Linked DNA regions of Columba livia: region 1 is linked to region 2. A link is a contact called in public Hi-C data. All regions are on one chromosome and are shown on one strand. The core of a region is the stretch at or near the end of the contact, and the rest is flanking DNA. Distances in the headings are between cores, read along the strand shown. Region 1 overlaps CHD2 (chromodomain helicase DNA binding protein 2). Region 2 has its middle 21 kb from the start of CHD2.

What was found. Hi-C and Micro-C count contacts between places; a contact is called where the count stands out from the background.
Region 1: a Hi-C map of liver shows a contact between it and region 2, with 2.9 times the contacts expected there. The contact joins two enhancer-like sites. A contact is called at or near these places in 2 of 2 Hi-C or Micro-C datasets (crop and liver).

The regions. Positions count from the first base shown.
Region 1 is chr11:7,128,319-7,132,308 of bColLiv1.pat.W.v2, forward strand. The region is part of intron 5 of CHD2 (chromodomain helicase DNA binding protein 2); the gene reads left to right. Among named protein-coding and RNA genes, the nearest start is that of CHD2, 24 kb to the left of the region's middle. Within about 2 kb of position 1,558, at least 3 of the 3 cell types and tissues checked have an H3K27ac peak away from gene starts, as active enhancers do.
Region 2 is chr11:7,083,950-7,088,306 of bColLiv1.pat.W.v2, forward strand. No RefSeq gene overlaps it. Among named protein-coding and RNA genes, the nearest start is that of CHD2, 21 kb to the right of the region's middle. Within about 2 kb of position 1,407, at least 3 of the 3 cell types and tissues checked have an H3K27ac peak away from gene starts, as active enhancers do.

The DNA.
Region 1 (3,990 bases), core at 308-2,807, 45 kb after region 2:
GTTAGATCTCAGAGCCGGCAGTGTGGGATCTGAAATGGCGTTGTTGCTCGGTGCCCCCTCACAGAGGCAGAGCGCTCCGCAGCGTGCGCCGCAGCCCTGGTGGAGCAGAACACCCTCGCTTTACGTGGCAGCCATTTTATGAAGATGTAGTTACATACGAAAGAGGATTTGCAGGGAGGGGAGCAGGGAAACGAAGGTGTTAAACACAATCTGCCCTCCCTGGCTGCTGATAAAAGCAAGGGACATCCCTTTCTTGTTTCGGCAGCGCTCGGGAAGCCCCGATTCCCCGCAAAACGCGAAGGGAAAGCCGCCGCGGCTGGCATTTTGGTGCGGGTCCAGTTCAGTCACAAAATGGCTGTTCCTTTGTGCCGCAGAGCTGACAGGCATACTGCATTGCACTGGGTGTACGCTGGGAACAGCAGGAAGTTGCTGGTGGGGAGTTCAAAGGCCACCTTGTGCGGCTGGAGCCGGGCATTGGCTGCGCCGGGCGGGGACGGGCGGGGGCAGAGCTGCGCATGCGCGGAGCGGAGCGGCGGCCGCGGGCAGCGCCTCCCAGCGCGGGGGCCCGGGCGCTGCGGGGCCGGCTGGGCTGGGCCGGACCGGGGCAGCGCGGCCGCCTTCCCCCGCTTCCTCACATCTGGCGGGCGCGGGCTTTTATTTTATCCCTATTATTGTTAATAGCTCAGGCTATTTTGAGAAGCAAGTTACTTGAAAAGGAGCAGGGCTATTTTTGGTGTGTTTTTTTTTTTTTTTAATTTTATTTTTTCTTTTAACTTTGAAAAGAACTGCAGAATATTGTAATATTCCTGGAACATCTGGCCTTTTTTTTTTTTTTAATAGCATTATGTCTTTCAGCATCCTTAAACCACTACACCCCTTGCCTTCAACGTGCGTTTTGCAACTGGTTTTCTTTGACCTGAGTGGAAACATTAAACATATTTATTAGAATGCCTCTATGGTTTCCAGCTTTTCATCCAGGCTGATGGGTTATTTTTTAGCTGTTGCGGCCATCTTGTATGTACCGAGTCTTTCAGTTTCATTTGCGCTGCCGAATTCTTTAACGTGGATTTTTCTTTTCGCTCCTTTTTAAACGAACCCTTGATGGAACTGTCCGGAGGGTTTTTTGAAAAGGGAAAACGCTCCATCAGTTCGGAACACAAAAGGAATAATGTGCAAGGAATTCACATGCATAATGATGTAATCTGTGCGCAGCACAAAGGAGATTGTTCTTGTTTTGCTTTGTTACTTCTGTTTCACATTACCCTCTCGAAGGAAATGTCTCATCTAATTACGAATGCAGGGTTCTGAGGCTTTCAACTTCTCTGTTTCCTGTCTCCTGATTGCTGCCAGGAGTGGAGACAATATACAGTGCTATAAAAAAACCCACTATGTTTAGCTGAAATTGAATCTCTTCTTGATTATTCTTGTTCGTTAAACATCTTAAACCAATTAATGGGATTTTACATGTTCTCTAAATGCATGACCGTTTTGCTGAATAAAAACGGACTAAAGAGATCACCTGGGTGACTGGGTAACCCCGCCAAGACGCTGCTGGGCACAGCGGGTGTTGCTGCACGGGTGTTGCTGCACGGGTGTTGCTGCACGGGTGTTGCTGCACGGGTGTGCGCACAGGCTCCCGCGGCTCTGCCTGAGCTCCTTGGTGCCTGCAGCCAACAGAAGCTGCTGTGGTTGAGATGGCAGATTAGAGCCTGTTCCGCTTTCGCTTGGGTTGATGTTTCACCTGCTGTACTCGAGGGCAGCAGTTGCCCTTATCTACACCTTCCCCCATTTCCTAGATGAGCTGAAGTCAAAGTCTCCCACGGCTTGGGGGAAAATAACATGGTGTGCCACAGGGTCGCTTCTGAGAACATGAGATCTCACCTGTGTGTGTCTTGGGAGCAGCGTGGCTGGCCGCACGTGGGCTACAATAACATATTTTGCAGTAAAACAAACGATTCTGCTCTTAGCTTCATGTTAAACCTTTGAGGGGGCTCAGAGGAAGGGCCAGGAAGGCAGTGATGTTTAATTTTAATCTCTTCAACTTGATACAGGGAGAAACCAGTCTTTGTTTTCATGTTTCAGCCCTTGTTTTATAAAGCTGTTCACGCAATTAGCAGGTTACTGAGTTGCTAAGCCTGTCTCTGAGGAATTTTTATACCGGCATGTCTCTTTATTCAGGCTTATCACAGCCAGTTTTAAGGAGCAGATGAGGATGCCAGTGCCAGATGCAGTGAGATCAGCGCTGTGGTTAAGTACCTGGGACTGTGAGCAGGCGTGTAGGGATGGAACTGAAGCTTCTGGTACCATGGCCTTGCTTCTTTGGAACTTGAAACAGCTACAGAAAACCTACTTTGGGTGGATTTGACAGCTTATGCTGAAGTTGCATCTCCTGACATACAACCTGGAGGTGTCTATATCCACTGTATCTCCTTTCGTGTTGCAGACAACAGTTCCAGCAGGAATTGCAACGTTGAATTAGGCTGTTAAGTTTGCCCCCAGCTGCAATCCAGCTCAGAAAGATGGTGATGATGGAGAAAGGCTGTTCTGCGTTCTCTCTTCTCTCCTTCAAGGAAAATAAATACAAACAGAACAGCACTGGGGGAGGGGAAGGCCTGGATTACCCTAATTAGATAAAAGCAGCCTTCTAGCAAAGGCTGTAGTGTTCTACTGATATGGTGTCTAGCACAAATTTTTCTGGTGTATTTTTATTAAAAGATGTGTGCTAAAATGCTTTTTGAAGATGTTCTTTCAACAGGTGGTGGTGCGCTCGTAAAGTCTGCCTTTATATCCTGTAAAGTATCCTTGAAATGAAAGCAAAAAAAAGACTAGATGATAAAAATCACATCTAGTGACTTGCAGTGAAGTCTGTCGTGCTCTTAATGCCTCATCTTCTGGGAATAGGGAGCGTCTTTTGGGTATAATCAGAAGCAAAATGTGGACGAGTCTTTCCAAATATGCAGCAGCTCTTACTACATCGCTGCTTGTGCAGCACCGTTGCTAAATTATAATTTTCAATATACAAATGGCTTTATATTTACCTGTGGGCTGAGGTAATGAATGCTGTGTTTTTCTGGCCTTGACTTCCAAGGTTAAAACAATAAAAGCTTTGAAACAGTGATCTCAGATTCCCTTCTGGTATTGTGCTGGTAACGCTCGCGTGGCCTTTCGCCTTGGCAGGGCTTCTGTGCAGCGTGTTTGCCAAGCTCCGGCTGCTTCCCAGGCAGATGCTGAACACTTCATGGCTCATGAGCCTTTACCCTGGTATGAACAAGTGTGTTGCAATGTCAAGAATCCACTGACTCCAGAACAACTGGCTCCTTAGGAAAAAATTGTGTTGTAACTATTTTCTTGCCAGTTTTATTGCTAGGTATGGATGACTTAATAGAATTGCTAATGTATTAATTACAGGAGTAGTCTGCATTTCTTTCATGGGGAGGAACCTCTGTTCTTAACAAGAGTTGTCACTAGTTGAGAGCTCTGAATGCCATGTGCTGTCTGTAAAACGGAGGCTTAATGATGAGCCTTAAATCTCTCGGTTAAAAACAGCTTTTAACAGTCACTTGGAATAAAGCCCTCAGGCCAGGTCAGGCTTCCCTCTTCTCAACTGCAGGTCAGCTGGAACCAGAAAGGAATTTGTGTACTTTCATGTTCTTGTTAATGATTTTGCGTCCATAATTTCCATATTGCTGCATTTCTTTAATCTGTTAGGTCTTAAAGGAAGTTTGCAAATGATAAGGGAGAAAAAACAACCACCCTTTCAGTACAAATTTAAACCAAAATTGCTGGTGTGTACTCCAGTCCCCGCCCCCATGCATCTATACACCCTTTACAGAAAGTGGGATGCTGCCTTTGTGCTGCACTGAGCTGTGGCCTGGCTGTCCCCTGCTGTGACAAAGCCGGAGTGGCAGAGGGACAGGGCGAGTTAACCCCTGCCACCCCCTCAGGCTCCTTCACCGCGGGGTGCGAGGGGGTTCTTGGGGTGCGAGGGGG
Region 2 (4,357 bases), core at 157-2,656:
CAGGTGCCCAGATGAATGGTTTGCATGCCGATTGACAGGGGTAATCTTGCTGCAATGAGGAAAAAAAAAAAGTAAAAAATAAACCCCGACCTTTTGTTTTGTAAAACCACTGCAAATAATAAAGGAGATGAACACAAATGATCAGTGCTATATTTCTATATCCATCGAAAATTTTCTATTGAGATCATCTCACGTGGCCTGATCCCCAGAAATGCTGAGTAACAGCAGTGTGTCCCACGGGTGTTTTGGGGCTAAAGATGCTTTTCAGCAGGAGGGGGAGCTCTCTCTGCACCAACGGCCGAGGAGCCGCCGCTTGCCGCAGGCAGGAAAAACGTGCTCACCATCTTGTTCCCGCCGTGTTTTCTCAAATGTTTGCAAGAATTTCACAGGCTATTTAACTGCAGTGATTTGATTTTATATATATATATATATAGTAATGCTCCATAAATCTAATAGTAAAACAAGCTTCCATGCAAAGTGTGTTTTCATTTGGTGCAAGAAGAAAGTGCATACCCACTTAAATGCAGCAGCTTAGGTTTTTGGAGAAGTTTGGCGGAGGAAGGGGAGAGCACACTTGTCACATCCCTTTTACAGGTCTGCAGGTGAGAACCTTTCCCTTAGAATTCTGTAAACTTCTTGAAAATATAAAAGCTGTGCAGGACACACCCGCACTTGATATCTGAATTTCCTATTTGAAAAAATAACTTAAAAAAAAAAAAAAAAGTTGAGATTGGATTAAAGTATTGTTGCCCTTTTGGCCTAAATAAATAAACGGCTTGCAATTTATTTGGTGAGAAGAGACAATGAGAAAAAGGAGAGAAAGGCAGAGGAGGTGAAAGGCTGAACGATTAATTTCTTTGACTCAGTTCTGTACATTTATAAACATATAAATCTTTGTTTTCAGAACAAAAGGACTCGAACGACTGCGGCGCTTTCTTTGTTCAGATCTCCCTGCCCAGATCTTGCTCAGTTTTTTCAGCATCGCACACCATTTTCTGTCCAGGCTGTTCTGGAAACCCCTTATTTCTCACTTTCAGCAATACTACATATTACTTTTCAGTTTGTCTTGCTCTTTTGTATGTCCTTTAACCACCTGAAACCAGTGCTAGAGCTTACGGATGCAGGTTTCAACCCAGTTCAACCCCACTGTTGTATATTGGGTTAAATTCTGCGTGTTCCAGAAAAGCAAAATGCTCTTTATTGTTCTTTATTATTATTTTTCTTTTTCCTCTGGGAGTTCTCCCTGAATTCCTCGGGTGTTTTTTCTTTCCCCGTTCCCCTGTACCCCTCATCCCTTGGGGGGCCGGGGCTCCCACACCACGAGGTGGCAGCAGCCGGTTTCCCGCGGGGCCGGGCGGGCGGTGACACGGGCGGTGACACCAGCAGCTCCCCCCGCCCTGTCCTCCCCCCCCGGCCGCTGCTGGGACCCTCTGCCCTGGGGAAAGGTGATTTTTCATAACTCCTCCCTCCCCGACTGCAACATCCCCCGTGAGGGTCCTTCACTGCGCGTTGTAGTGGGGTGGGAACGAGCACCGGGGGTAATTTAGCTCCAGCATCGCTAATTAGGGCAATATCATTAACAACTGGTGGTGTGTTCAGGTGGTTTAGGGTTCGATTTAGCTGGGTTTAAGGACCCCTCACTGCTCCTGCTGGGTCTCTCCTACGTCTGTTCTTGGGGGTCCCTATACGTGTTGTATTTTCTATCATATTTTGTGCTTCATTTGATCCTGTCCATTTGAATATCAAATGTAGTTTAATTCTCCTGGCTGTTAACACACTGAACAAGCATGGCAGATTAGCAACCCTTTCATTTGACTTCCTAATTGCTACCTTCCCCCCCCCCCCGCCTTCTTCTTTGCAATAGGAATGTCTCCACACATAAGTGAGAATTACTTTTCCAATTTGCTGCTATGGTCAAAGCAGTGCCTGGCAAACACATGCTTCCTTTTTGCACACCGTGTTGGTTTTGGCTGCATTTCAAGTCTGACCTCTCCCTCTATATATGTAGGTATATACTGGATGTTTATGCACTATTGTGGTTGGTGCTGGACAGAAAGCACCACTGGAAAAGCAGACTTTTTTTTTCCTGTTTTGCAAGGGCTTTATCTTTGGCTCAGAACAGGAGGGATTGAAGTCTGCTGGTATCAATTCGATTAAGAACACAGAACATTTTTCATTATTTCTTTTCTTGTTTGTTTTTTCTTCTCTGTTGGGATATTCTCAAGCACTAGAAAATTACGCACCCAAAATGACTTTTTAACTCAAAATTGCAGCAGCCTTCGGAGTCAGCTTATGCCTGACTGCTGAAATAGTTTTATTTACTGATACAACATTTCTGTGTTTAAAGAGGAAAGCCTGTGGTACATACTCTTAAAGCCATGACTTATGCTTCAGTCTTACAAACAGATGGGAAAAGCCATGGGGTTTGTTTTGTTTCTTAGCCTAGGAGAGCCATATTCACCCCTCAGCTTTGTTCACAACATTCCATTCAGGACTGATTTAATATCTCTGTATTTCATAGTTACTTCCATGAGGCACACAGGGGACCTCAGCATTTAATAGAGACAACAGGACTGAGATGTAGACCTGCCTGTGCAAACCTCCCTCAGCCAAAAGCAGGTAAGGGACTTGGGGCGAGAGCACTCCCAGAGCCACCTAGAAGAAAGAAATGGGGCCAGCGTTCCACGTATTAACCAATTCCTGGCAAATCTCTCTCAAGAGAGGTCCAACAAGTTTCTGAAGGTGCTTGTGCAAAGCCTGTATTTACACACACGGGTGAGATGGCGAGGAGACACCACACACCTCCTCATCGTAGGTCAGGCTCCAAATGAGTGTCGGGCAGCACCACGCCGAGTGGCCGCCTTTTTCGTGTTTTACTGGTAGCTTTTAACAGAAGCTGGAACAGCAGGGATGAAAATTGATGCAACTCTCCCAGCAGGTCAGTGGTCTCATTAGGTACATATTTAACAGGAATAAATTCCAGCGCTGAGCCAAACCACAGTGTTAGAGGTGAAGTCAGAGTCCCCACGAAACCCCATGTCCTCTGAGCACTGCTTTAATCTCTCACCTACCTTTGGTATTTACATTCGTTTGTTCATTAAAGGTTTTCTTGTTTACCCAGGGGGATGTGTCATTCTTCCCAGTGGAGCTCAGATTTTAGCTAAGTGCAAGTCCAGTGCTTTGCCAAGTGACCTGCTGCACTGTGCATCGTGACACAGGGACACTGCAGTTCCTGGGTGGCAGAGAAGCCGCCCTGGTGCCACTGCCACTGGCTTTTACTGGTGCAGACAACCTAACAGCAGGACACAGGGGTACGGCTGGGATGCTGATGTTTAACCCAGCCTGTTGAGGGACCTCCCCATCTTCTGATGCTCTTGTGAGGGAAGGCATAAGCCAAAATTCCTGCTACACCCTCACAAGTGCACCCACTCAGGAGTGCTAGACTTGCATTGTGTGTGTTCTGCAATGGAATATGCATCCTCTAGTGTACTGCTCCAGATTAACACCATAAAGCAGACAACTGGGACGTGTTTCTCCATGAGCAGGAGGTCTCGTTTCCTGCGAACTTGTGTCCTGCATTCCTCCAAAAATCCCAGCTCTGCCCCTACCATGTCTACCATCTCACACATACATCAAGCAGAGAGCATGTGCTTGGGATGATATGCACACAAATTAGGAGGCTAAAATGCACGTGCAGCCTGGCGGGGCAGCTGCCATCGAACAGGGTGGCAGATGTTCACGCTTGCAGCCTTTCTACCCTGAGCTCCCTTGACAAGGGGACACACAGAAACCTCTCCTTCATTCTTCTACGTATCTTTTCAGGTGTGGCTGGATTTGGCAATGGGGCTCCAAGTGTTGTAGGAGGCACTGCCAGATCGTGCAGCACGTTTCCATAGGATAGCAGGATAGCAGGGCTGGGCTGAGCTGAGCTGGCTGCTGTCTCACCCGACTCCACAAAATCTCTTCCTTCTGCATCTCCTAAACATCCTCAGCAAGTCTGGAGTTGCAGGTGTCGTGACACCAGAACAAGCTCCTGTTGGCTGGAGCCTGTAGCAGTTGCCAAATTTGCCTTTTCTGGAGTAACACAGAAATACATGCTGGAGTTAGAAAACACATAAATACTGAAACCAGAAGTGGGGGAACTTCTTTGTAAGAGTTGGTAGGATCCCTCCTACAGTTCCTCTTCCTATAGTTCCTCTATACCTACCTGACCCCTAGATGGTCATTTACTCCAGCATTAGGGCAATGCAGAGTAAGATACAGGCTCTTTCTCCTCCTCTGCTGATTTTGCTTTGTGCTAAGAGAGGAACCAGCTGAGCTGTGGCTGTTTCGGGGTGAACATCCCCAACCCAAGCCC